Linked DNA regions of Mus musculus: all the other regions are linked to region 1. A link is a contact called in public Hi-C and Micro-C data. All regions are on one chromosome and are shown on one strand. The core of a region is the stretch at or near the end of the contact, and the rest is flanking DNA. Distances in the headings are between cores, read along the strand shown.

The links. Hi-C and Micro-C count contacts between places; a contact is called where the count stands out from the background.
Region 2: a contact with region 1 is called in a Hi-C map of LSK cells, with 20 times the contacts expected there. The contact joins the promoter of Foxc1 here to the promoter of Tfap2a in region 1. A contact is called at or near these places in 6 of 484 Hi-C or Micro-C datasets (LSK cells, cardiomyocytes and embryonic stem cells).
Region 3: a contact with region 1 is called in a Micro-C map of embryonic stem cells, with 10 times the contacts expected there. The contact joins the promoter of Atxn1 here to the promoter of Tfap2a in region 1. A contact is called at or near these places in 1 of 39 promoter capture datasets (embryonic stem cells) and 3 of 484 Hi-C or Micro-C datasets (embryonic stem cells and stem cell-derived epiblast-like cells).

What each region holds. Positions count from the first base shown.
Region 1 is chr13:40,731,510-40,735,617 of GRCm38.p6, forward strand. Tfap2a (transcription factor AP-2, alpha) reads right to left here and starts at 2,286. Exons shown (of 7, transcript NM_011547.5): 1 at 2,161-2,286. The coding sequence starts at 2,211. It overlaps Gm26688 (predicted gene, 26688), which reads left to right. Exons shown (of 3, transcript NR_125899.1): 2 at 1,902-2,271; 3 at 2,513-3,653.
Region 2 is chr13:31,804,659-31,808,766 of GRCm38.p6, forward strand. Foxc1 (forkhead box C1) reads left to right here and starts at 1,988. Exons shown (of 1, transcript NM_008592.2): 1 at 1,988-4,108. The coding sequence starts at 2,550.
Region 3 is chr13:45,962,978-45,967,085 of GRCm38.p6, forward strand. Atxn1 (ataxin 1) reads right to left here and starts at 2,014. Exons shown (of 8, transcript NM_009124.6): 1 at 1,838-2,014. 5033430I15Rik (RIKEN cDNA 5033430I15 gene) reads left to right here and starts at 2,247. Exons shown (of 2, transcript NR_167678.1): 1 at 2,247-2,406; 2 at 2,934-3,531.

The DNA.
Region 1 (4,108 bases), core at 1,036-3,535:
CGGCTTCTCCGATCTCGGTTGGTCCCCGGACCGGGTTCCGGGAGCGGGAGCCGGAGCCGGAGCCGGGACGCGGCCCCGGGCGCGCACAGACGCGAAGCGGCCCAGCCTGGGCGCCTCTGGCGAAGGCTCCTGGCTCCCTGCACAAACCCGTCGGACTGGCTGGGCCACTCCTGCCGACACCCCCTAGATGACAGAGCTAGCTCTCCCCTCGCGTCGCCACTGCTAGTCGGCCCGCCTGGTTGTCGGAACAAGCGGCACCTCGCCTCTTGCGTGTCCCTGCAGAGTCTCAGCCAAATCAGACAACTCTAAGCCCGCTCGGGAACCCGAAATCTCCGCTCCAGAGCTGGCTATCCCGCTGATACCAAAGTTGTTGAGATTGCCCAGACTTTTTTTTTTTCTTCTTCTTCTCTCCCATCCCGGTCTCATCACACCCCTCTCCAACCCCTCTCTCATGCGCCTTCAGAGTCCCTCTGGGGGGTTCAAGTTCATCTCGCGCCCTACCCTCGAGTTTCCTTTGGTGTGTTGAGCCACACTAAGATTCTTAACGCTTCCACTCAGGGCGCTTGTACCCCGAACTGATTTCGGGGTTCCAAGAAAGTGAAAAAACCATCAGCTAGAGAAGGGAGCCCAGATCCCTAAGGGGGAAAAACTGCTCTTAAAGAGTCACAGTAGAACCTAGCCCTGCCGGCAAAAGTCACCCTTAGTCTAGAAAACAAAGCTGTCTGGTCCTACATGGGGTTCCTGGGCCCCTCTCGGCGCACCACAGGAGTCCCCAGAGAAGCAGGGATATTGGTAGGGATGCCTGTCACCTGGTGTCCCAGGTTGGGAGTGGAGAGGGATAAAGGGAAAGACGGAGAGGAGAAAGGCGAAAAAACCCAGCATTTTAAAAGAAAAGGGGGAGGGAGCGGGTGACACTTCCCTCACGTAAACCCAGTTTCTAATTTCGAGTGAAGTCAGAATTTTTGCCTCTGCGCGCCCGCGAGCAGACGTTTTAGCCGGAACCCCTAGCTCCAAATGCCGAAAGGGGGGGGGGGGGAAGAAAGAAAGACAGACAGACAGACAGACAGACAGACAGACAGACAGAAAGAAAGAAAGAAAGAAAGAGAGAACAGCGAAAGTCAAGGCTACTACAGATTTGGATAATCACGGGCTTCCCACCCCTCCGTCACACCACTCGCTGATCAGCCCCTTTCAGTGGGGTATGAAAAAAAAAAAACCCACACACACACAACAGGCTGAGGCCATCCCTCCCCCACCCCCCGCACAAGCCGTTGGTTCTTTTTTCATGCCTCCCTGACTGTCCCAAAAGTTATGCTCTGAGGCTCTGGGTTTTAAAATGGGTTCCCAAGGGACGGCCCTCTCTCTGATCCCAGCGGACTATCGGCAACTGGAGACGATCGGCTGTCGCCCCAGGATTTTCAGGGTCCCGCCGCTAAGCACTGGCAGGTAGAAGGGGGATCCCTCCCCCGTCCCCGACTCCCAGAGGCCGGTAACGCACCCACACCCAACCACCACCACGGGGTGTGTCCACCCCGAAGCTCGGCGGGAGAAACTCCTTAGAACTTCAAGGACTATAGCAGCTAAAGAGTGACACCAAGGGCTGACGTGTGGGCTCCCAAGCCGAACGTGCTTTACAGGTCAGGGCGAAGTGTGTGCGCCCTTCTCCAAATGCAAGAAGGGAACGTCTTTAGGGAGAAAGAAAAGAATGAATGAAAAAGGGGGTATTAATGTCAGGGAGGGAGTGAAAGGGGGGACATGGTTTTATTTTCTTCCTGCTACTGTAGGCACCCCCAGGATCTCGCTCAAACACACCAGAGTGCACAGGCACGTGCCCAGTTGCCAGCTTTTTTTTTTTTTTTTTTTTTTTTAAATCCAAGCTCTTCTCTTCCTTCCACTCTCAGGCAGAACCAAAAGTAACCAGGAGAAAAGGGGAAAGAGTGGAACACGAGCTTCGAAAGACAAAAGTGAAAGAACCGAGATCCATGTCCACTATCTCCAGCGTCTCCCCTGTGCTATTCGGGCGACATGGAGGGGTGGGAGCTGCGCGGGTGTTAAGTTTGTCCCACTCGCATTTCGCGTGGAGAGAAGGAGGAGGAGGAGAGGGAGGGTCGATCTCCAAGCCTGTGGCCGCAAGGATGACTGAGTCGGCGCCGCGCTTACCTCGCAGTCTTCGTACTTGATATTATCCGTCAGTTTCCAAAGCATTTTCATGGATCGGCGTGATCGGATTTGCCCCTCTGCGCCTCGCACCCCAGCGGAGCTACTCTCTGGGTTAGCGCAAAGTGCGGGCTGCGGGCGGTGAGCAAAAGAGGAGGAGGGGGGGAGGAGGAGAGGAGGGCGAGGAGGAGGAGAAGGGTAGGAAGGGGGAGGAGGAGGTGGAGGTAGAGGAGGAGGAGGGCCAGGAGAAGGGCGAGGAGGGAGGAGGAGAGAAGGGTTAGAGAGCTCCCGTGTGCGCTCGGAGATCTCCCTCTAATGGTAGAAACTTTTCCCTTTTCCTGCTCCTCGCGAACAGCCTAATCGCCTCATTAGCATATCAACAATAGTCCAATTGCTCGCCAGGACCACAATCTGCCGCCGGCCGCTCCGACCCAGGTATAAAGGCCTCTTCTAGCCGCTAACTTGCTCCTAGAGCACTTGCCTGCATGCCAGCCTGCAAGCCCAACAACTCTTCCTAGAGCTCCAGCACCCTCCCTGTTCGAGCGTCCCCTATCCCCAATTTCATCTCTTTCCCCTTCGCCTGTCTTCGGGTCCTGCTAGCCAAAGATGCTTTGGATAAAGCTCTGTACTACGCAGGGTACCAGCGGCGGCGCCTAGGGACCAACTTTTAGTACCCCACCTCCCACTCTTACTACAACCGCCACTATCTGCCTTTCGTCCCCGTCCGATTTTATTAGAAATCATTATCCCTTTCGCAATGAACCGTAGCCACCAAACCAGGACCAGCAAAGTCACTCCAAGAATTTTGCCCAACTAGAGATCGCCTCCGCTCACGGCTGTTACCCCCTCGGGCTGCAGCGCCCTGGGAGTTTTATTAGCTTTGCGCTCCCCCCTCCCCCCAGGTTGGAGATTCTGCCAGCCGGCTCCGGTGGCTCGGTTGGGGTTTGCGATCTCTTAATTGCTACGTGTAAAATAAAAGTTGTACCCTGAAGAGGTTACTCGACAGATCCGGGGGTTAAATGATTTTCCTCCGGTTTGTATGAAGCTGAATCGGACTGACTATTCATCCGGGCGTTTGGACTGTAAGGTTTCCCAGGTGCAACGTGGACAACAACACAGAATTCGGATGGGGATGCACAACCCCTTCTGGAGTGAGCCAAACCGCAGACCCATGAGCTCCTGCGACTCTCCATGCGGTGTCGTACATGCATCAAAATAAAACATTAGGAACCAACTCTTCCTGTGCAAATCGGCTCCAGTTTTCCCAAGATTCTCCTTTTTAATTAAAGAAGGACGCGACCCTTTATGACTTGATGTTACTAACGCCGGCGTTTTGGCGGCGCAATGGCCGGCTGGTGAAGAACCTGAAGGCAGGAGACACCCCTTCCCCAAGTTGGCCACTCCTGACTCCGCCCAGGGGCTTACTCACTCCACCGGGACCCTTCCTCCCTTACTGCAATTATTCTAAAGTAAGATATTAAAAAAAAAAAAACACTAAAGACTTTAATGTGACACTCTGATATAGAGGGATTTCTCTGGCTGAGTTTTCCCACTAGCACTTTAAAAAATATTTTTATCTGTCTTTGTCCTGCTAATTGTGGATCAACGACAGCAGATCTCCTCAGAGACCTCTGGTTCATCTGATTCTTTTTTCTTTGGTTTTTCTTCCTTCTTTTCTTTCTTCTTTCCTTCCCCCCCCCCCACCCCAAATGTCCAGGCCTCCTCGATTTCCATAGTGAATCCCTCATGGGGAAGAAGACATCGGCAAATCCAAGTGTTTGCTAACAGGTGGAAGAAAAGCAAGAGAAGAGAACACCAGCCTCCACTCAAAACTGTAGAGGTGCAATTCTCCTTCCTGAAGACCCTGTCTAAGCTAGAGTCTCTTCCCCGAAAAGCCAGAGACAAGACCAGAGCTGACAAGTGAATTCAAAGTCTCAAGGCCCTGGGTAAC
Region 2 (4,108 bases), core at 738-3,237, 8.9 Mb before region 1:
CTACCACACAGCTGGTTGTGCACACACAGCTTAAGAACCAAATGCCAAGGTGTAGGGGACGATCACTTTCTAATTGTACTCCAGCTAGGGCCAGACCCAGGACTTAAAGCCACAGCGTCAGGAGCTGGTGAGGCCATTGGTGTGCTGGGCTAGAAGGAGACATGAATTTATATTTTAGGACGTGTAGCTTATACTCTCACCACATTCAAGAATCTTTAGGAACAACTGCTGACTCTGGTACTTCTCCCAGTCCAACAGTGTCCTTAGTCTTGCAAACATCTGGGAATAGAGGATCAAGTGAGCCCACATTGTGCTAGACCAGGATGCAAACTGCTTGCTTCCCTTTGAGAGAGAGAGAGAGAGAGAGAGAGAGAGAGAGAGAGAGAGAGAGAGAGAGTGTTGTGTTTGTGTGTGAATTCTAGAAACATGAGTCTTCTTTCCTTGATATAAATGCCCATTTTGAAATTACACACATGTATGTATTATGTATGTATGTGCGTATAAGCATATGTTCAAGCAAAACAGAGCTGTGCCTACTGCATAAATAAGCATCTTTATCTACTAAGGGAGAGGTGGTGGTGATGGTGTGTGTGTGTTAGTGAGGGAAAGAAGGTTCAAGTCGGTAAACCTTTTGACTCCCAGCAAGTCCTAGCGTTAAAGATTACCAGAAATCGGAGGAACCGAGGTGAAAAATATTCACAAACACTTTTTCACAGTGTTTCTCTCAAACCCATCTTCTAGCAAACGACCTGGTGCCCACTCTGTCAGATTTTTTTTTTCTGGACCAGTTGCTGAAATACAGGGTTGTTTTTCAGTCAGAGGGAGGCCTATCCTCTCAGATCCTCCAATACCGCCCCCCCACCCCCATCTCTACCCATCCTGTTCTAGTCACCCAGAGGCTGCAGCCTTGAGGTTTAATCACGGAATATCTAGGATCATTCGGGGCTTATCTCTTCAAAATCTTTAAGCCGCCTTGTAGGTGCAATTCTGAACACTTCCTCCAACTCAGACTCTGTGAGACAGCTGCCCTGGAATGGGTAGAGGCTGAGAGTGGCTGGGGGAAGCCTTAAGTTCTTGGGGATATTTACCTGACTCTGCTTCACCACAACTACTAATGTCACCGAGCTCTTTTGAACTTAACTGCCCCTACGAGCCAAAATGTACTGGTCAGGACAGAGGGGCAACGCATGGTTTGTCGAGGAAACTTCTGGAGTCCTCTTAGCCCGAACTCTCTAGCTCTTTTAAGCCCTGGAACGCCTGTGAACCCCGTGCTCCTCAATGTGGCCTACACATTCCATCAGCTTAACACACGTTTGAAGTTCCAAGTTTCTATCCCCTCCGCTTACTGCTAGCAGGGAGTGGGGCGAGGCACCGAAATACCATCTTCTTCCTCACTGGAACCCCGGCGGCTGTAACAGCCTTGGTAACCTAAAGTCGGACTGGAGAACCTGCCTGTGGAGAGCAAATGTGATGTTGGTGTGACCGGTGATAGCAGGGAGAGGGATATTCGGAAAGGAGAGGACAAGGGATGGGCGGAGGGCTGGAAAGGACGGAGAAACTCCCGGCGCTGGAGACAGCACGGTAGAGTAAGGACTGAGGCAGATCCTGTGTGACTCGAGGGCTCCGTGGAGGCCTGGGAACAGTGGACGCAGGAAGGGTCTCCGGGCCGGTGAGGACTCCGAAAGTCCGCAGACCGGGAGAACCGCAGAGTCTGGGAGTGAGTGGGTGGGTGCGGTGGGAGGACCGAGCGCGGGCTGCGGGCAGGGGCGCGGGCGCCGGGCCCGGGCAGCCGGCGCGCGTGTGGTCAGCCCCGCGGTCCTCCAGCCGCCAGGAGCGGGCCGGCAGAGCTCGGCCGCTGGCTCATTCACAGGCGTCTCTCGCCTCCCATTGGCTGCCGCCTCCGTAGTGGGGCGGGGCTCCCCTGCCCGGAAAAAAATGTAACTGCGTAAAAAAGTCCTCGCCTGGGTGACGGATGCTCAAAAGTTCAGAAGTTTTCCCAATGCTTCCTTAAGCGGCCGGCGCAAGAGACTGAGAAAAGGTGACGCGGGGGCCCGGGAAGGCGGCCGGCGCGCTGCCCCCGCCCCTGGTTATTTGGCCGCCTTAGCCAGCAGCCCCGAGCAGTGTCTCCTGGAAGGCGCAGGCAGTGGCGAGCAGGGCGCCTTATTTTTTTTATTTGTTTTTGTTTTTTTTTTTTTTTAATTTTTTTTTAACTTTTGTCTCTTTTTTTGCCCCGACTGCGCCTGGAAGTTGATCCGAACGTTCCTCCGAGGCGGCTTGCAGCGTCCTGGTCTGGCCCTCTCCGGGTGCAGCGACCCTCCCTCGCCGCCCGCGCGGGAACTGAGTGGGCTGCGAGGCGCCAGGCGAGCGCAGGGAGAGGCCGAGCGGCCCAGGGCGCAAGGAGGCGGCCGCGGCCGGGACAGACGCAGCGCGGAGGGGCCCGCGGTAGCTCGGCGCGGCCCGGACTCGGACTCGGCGGCCGGTGCGGCGCGGCCCGGCCCGAGCGAGGGTGGGGGGCGGCGGGCTGCGCCTGGCGGCGGCGAGCCGGGGCCATGCAGGCGCGCTACTCGGTGTCCAGCCCCAACTCCCTGGGAGTGGTGCCCTACCTCGGCGGCGAGCAGAGCTACTATCGCGCTGCCGCGGCGGCGGCCGGGGGCGGCTACACCGCCATGCCGGCCCCTATGAGCGTGTACTCGCACCCTGCTCACGCCGAGCAGTACCCGGGCAGCATGGCGCGCGCCTACGGGCCTTATACGCCGCAGCCGCAGCCCAAGGACATGGTGAAGCCGCCCTACAGCTACATCGCTCTTATCACCATGGCCATCCAGAATGCCCCGGACAAGAAGATCACTCTGAATGGCATCTACCAGTTCATCATGGACCGCTTCCCCTTCTATCGGGACAATAAGCAGGGCTGGCAGAACAGCATACGGCACAACCTCTCGCTCAACGAGTGCTTCGTCAAGGTGCCCCGCGACGACAAGAAGCCAGGCAAGGGCAGCTACTGGACGCTCGACCCGGACTCCTACAACATGTTCGAGAACGGCAGCTTCCTGCGGCGGCGGCGGCGCTTCAAGAAGAAGGACGCAGTGAAGGACAAGGAGGAGAAGGGCCGGCTGCACCTCCAAGAACCGCCACCGCCGCAGGCCGGCCGCCAGCCCGCGCCCGCGCCCCCGGAGCAGGCCGAGGGCTCCGCTCCCGGGCCACAGCCGCCGCCCGTGCGCATCCAGGACATCAAGACGGAGAACGGTACGTGTCCCTCGCCTCCCCAGCCCCTGTCCCCGGCTGCCGCCCTAGGCAGCGGCAGCGCCGCCACAGTGCCCAAAATCGAGAGCCCCGACAGCAGCAGCAGCAGCTTGTCGAGCGGGAGCAGCCCCCCGGGCAGCCTGCCGTCGGCGCGGCCGCTCAGCCTGGACGCTGCAGAACCCGCGCCGCCGCCACAGCCTGCGCCGCCGCCGCATCACAGCCAGGGCTTCAGCGTGGACAACATCATGACGTCGCTGCGGGGGTCGCCGCAGGGTTCGGCCGCTGAGCTCGGTTCCGGCCTCCTGGCCTCGGCGGCTGCGTCCTCGCGCGCGGGCATCGCGCCCCCGCTGGCGCTGGGTGCCTACTCTCCGGGCCAGAGCTCCCTCTACAGCTCCCCCTGCAGCCAGAGCTCCAGTGCGGGCAGTTCGGGCGGCGGGGGTGGCGGCGGCGGCGGAGGCGGCGGCAGCAGCAGCGCTGCGGGTACGGGGGGCGCCGCCACTTACCACTGCAACCTGCAGGCTATGAGCCTGTACGCGGCGGGCGAGCGTGGCGGCCACTTGCAGGGTCCGGCGGGAGGCGCGGGCAGCGCGGCGGTGGACGACCCCCTGCCCGACTACTCGCTGCCTCCAGCGACCAGCAGCAGCTCTTCGTCCCTGAGTCATGGCGGGGGCGGCCAGGAGGCCAGCCACCACCCTGCATCCCACCAGGGCCGACTCACCTCGTGGTACCTGAACCAGGCAGGTGGAGACCTGGGCCACTTGGCGAGCGCGGCGGCGGCTGCGGCGGCCGCAGGCTACCCTGGCCAGCAGCAGAACTTCCACTCGGTGCGGGAAATGTTCGAGTCTCAGCGGATCGGCTTGAACAA
Region 3 (4,108 bases), core at 764-3,263, 5.2 Mb after region 1:
ATACGGTAAACAAAATAAAAATAGCTTGCCTTTCTTGTTAGCCACATAGCGCATTATATAACCAGCTTCCGACTGGCTTCTTTTTTTTTTTTTCCGCCCTTACTACTCTTCAGCAATTTCCCAACCTTCCCCAAGTATTTATATTGCCCTCTTATCTGTAGGATTATACAGCAAGAAAGCAAAACAAAACAGGACAGCCACGGGATCGAACTAAACCCCATCCTCTTACCCCTGATCCTCCCCCCACCCCACCCCCCGCGCCCCTGGCAGAGTCTAGATACAGCACCCTACTTCCACCCCCCACCACTAAGGTCCTTGCTCAATCTCCCTAGAAAACCTGAATTGTTTCACCTCTTGCAGTCAGCTCTCTACGTGGTCTGAAATAAAATGAAAGCGCACAAGCCACAGAGTTGAAGGAGGCGGCTCAAGAGAGGTCGAAGCGCTGCAGAGTCAACCAAGGGACCACCGTGGACCCCCACCCCCACTCCCCGCTCCCCATCGCGATGGTCCTGGTCCCCGCCCGGCGCGCGAACACACGCACACACGCACCTACACACTCACACGCACTTACTCCCTCCTCTCCGACCCCGCCTCACCTCTCGCTCCGCCCGTCCGGCCCCTTCCCTGCCCCCTGCGGGACCGGCCTGCGCGCTCGGCTGCAACCACGTAGGAGGCGGCGGCGGTGGCGGCGGCAGCCCTGGCAGTGGCAGTGGCGGCGACTCGGGCCCCGAGTGAACGAGCCGCGGGGCTCCGGGGCACATCCCAATCCCCGCAGCGCCTCCTCCGCCGCCACCTCCTCCTTCCCCTCCTCCCGTCTTCATTCACCCTCTCTGCCGCCGCGCAGCAGAGCAGTCCCGGCGCAGGGCAGCGCCCGCAGCTCCTCCGCTACTGCTGCGGGCGCCGGCAGAGTCGCCGGGCCGGGCTGGGGCGCTCGCGGGCTCCCGGCTCCAGCTCCGGCGGTGGCGGCGGCGTCTGCTGCTGCTGCTCTGGATCAGGAAGCGGCCGCACCAACAGGGCGGCGGTGGCAGCTGCAGCTAGGGCCGGTCTTCTCCCGCTGCGCTGCGATGGCCCGCGCGCCCTTGCCTCCTGAGGCGCCACCTCTCCGCGCCCCTAGCCTCACGCAAAGTCCCCTCTTGGTCCCCTCGTAGCCCCGAGAGGCTGGCCTAGGCGGGGAGACCCCAAGCTCGGGGTTGCCTCTGTCAAGCTAGGCGACCCCGGGCGGGGAAGCCCAGCCCTCCCTCGAGCCCCCGCAGCGCTCACCGCCCCCACCCGGGAGGGGGGACTGGAGAGGAGCGAAGAGGGCAGCGCGACCCTCCGCGGCTGCCGCCTCCCCCTGCGCCACACGGAAGGAGGAGGACCGGGCTCTATCCGCTCGCCGCCGCCGGACCGGCAGCAGCCGAAACGGGGCGCCGCCGTTCTCCCCACCCGCGCCCCCCGCCCGGGCGCGCCCCCTCTCCTGGCGGCCGCCCACCCAGCCCCTATCTGCTGCCCTTGCTAGCCGCTCCTGCTCCCAGAGGGGGTCCCGAGCCGGGAGGCTGGAGCCGGGCACTAGTGTATGTACACACAGTCACACATACACTCGCGCGCGCGCCTGCACACACACACACACACACACACACACACACACCACGACGCGTCGGTTTCCTTCGCTCCTCTTCCAGCTGTTTTCCGTGCAGCCCATTGAGACTGGGGGAGGGGGGGTGTATGCTGGATGTTCTTTGGCCCCTCTCCGGAGAGAGCAGATTGGGGTGCGGGAGGGGGTGATTTTAATCTAAATCGGGGTGGAAGGGGGAGGGGGAGAGAAAGAATCAGAGGAGGAAAAAAAATAGCCACTTACTGTAAAGTGTAAATGGATCTGGGGTTGCGTGGGGAAGGGGTAACAGAGGGAGAGACACAGTGTCCTGCGGCTGCTGTAGCTCTAGCTGCGGCTCCACAGGGCTTGTTTTGGATCCCCCTGCAGTGAAACAGGTCCTGTACGGCTCCTCCACTGTAGTAGAAATGATGTCTGCGGTATACTCTGCTCTCTCCTCCTCCTCCTCCTCCTCCCCCCTCCCCTCCCTCCTCCCTCCGCCCGCCCTCCCTCCCTCGCGCTCTCTCTCGCGCTCGCTCGCTCGCTCCAGTATGTAAATGTGTAATAGAAGCCAAATATGGAGCAGTTGGCTGCCGCCGCCGCAGCTCAAGGATCCGACTTCATGGGGGGGGAGGGGGGGGGGAGGCACCCTCTGGCAGGCGGCCCGGCGAGCCGCACAGAGCACGGCGAGCGCACGGCGCGGCTGCCGGCCCGCGCCCTTAACCCTTCTATGCACCCGGGCTGGAGCGGCGCTCGCTCCAGGGGAGGCCGGGTTGTCTCTCCGCAACTGTGGCTCCGGATCCCCGACACCGACCGGAGGGGACTGTGCCTTCCAGGTTTGAGAAAGGGGCGGGGAAGTTGGGGCGATGAGGTCATTGGAGTGGTGACCGATCGGTGCTCGCGCGCCTCCCCGGCTCCCTGCAACCTAGTTGGAGGGGGACAGGGTGAGTGCAGGGTGCAACTCAGGCAACCTGGGAGACTCGCAGCGACGGGTGTCAGGATTTGGCTCCTACTTGGTAAAATACCCAAGGGGGCGGGGAAGTCGGCTGATTTCTAATTACGAAGTGCCCTTGGTGCCCCCCGGGTGAGCATCTAAAGAGGACTCATTGTATCCTTACTGTTAACCCTCCAACCCGCCAGCCCTGCGTCATCCGAGGCAAGGCCCGCGCCTGCTGCCTTGGCTTGCAACTCGGGAAAGTTCTCAGGCTTCCCCAGCTTGCACTGGCACCCTCACCTTTCCTGCCTGGACAAGCTGGCGACCTCCCGGTCCTCCTTTCAAATTCTGCTGGTCTCGAAATCTGCTGTGGGCATGGAACGCCTCAGCTCTAGCTAGCCCTGGTAACCGACCTCACTCACTCCTCAGGGCTAACTGTGGATCATTCATTTCATCGCAAGCGAGGTAACCTGTGCACTGAGCAGTCAGTCGATGGTGGTTCTCGGGGAAACCAAGCGAAGGAACGCTCCCCCACCCACCTTGTCCCGGTGGCTAAACGCAGACGTGGACTCCCCACCCGGCCCCCTCCGGCTACACCTCAGCCAAGCGTAAGCTCGAGGGAAGAACTCTTCTCTGGAGGCGTTCACCTTGCCAACAGGTGTGGCACCCGAAAGAAGAGCCATCACATCCCCACGAGGGTCGCTCAGTGCCGCGTTCTCTTTGCAGCAGAAAATTCTTGAAGACCAGTAGGTGTCAGGCCAGCATCTGACCTCTTTCAGGTGCTTAGAACTGAGAGTCTGGAAACTCGATCCCTTGGTCTCGCTGGAAGCCACTACTATTTATTGACTCTAAGCCGGATTTGAGAGACCTTTTGGCTCCGTTTACGTATGACCCAACAATTAGTCACTGTCTGAAGCAGCGTACAGAATCACCAAGAGAAACGTGTGCGCGTTTAAACTACTGTATTGTGGAGCCGGCACTTCAGAAGTTAAATTAAAAAAATAATAATAAAATAAAATAAAAGAGATGCAGTGGTGTGTGTGTGTGTGTGTGTGTGTGTGTGTGTGTGTGTGTGTGTGTTTGTGGTGTAGGACACATTATCTATTCTCAGGTTTTGAAATACCGTGCACACATCCACGGTTGCTTAAATAGAACTACAACTGTTCCCTCTCACCGCCCCCCCCCGCCCCCACTCCCTATAAACTGTGTTGTTCACTTGAGGATCCGCGATTATTAGACTTCATATGCTAAAGTGACATTGTTGGTCTCATTACAGCCTCTAGTGGACGGTTAACGTTGAGTTTCCTGTCGGGGCTCTGTCTAGTTTTGTTTTCCCTCCTGAGCTTTATCCAGGTGAAGGTTAACAGTTCAGAGCTTAACTGACTGGTGTCTTTTCGCTCCCTCTTGGTAAAGCTGTCTTTGAAATGGAGCAGACGCTCGCTGGCTGCCTGTGGGAAAGGCGTCTGCTTTGTGCTACAGGTATTGTTCCGGCTGGCCTGTGAAACCGACAAAGCTTCTGTTATTCGCTTCACTTGCAGACAGCTTTCATATAAAAAAAAAAACAAATTTAATCTAAAATATTTTTATAACAGAAAATATTGGTT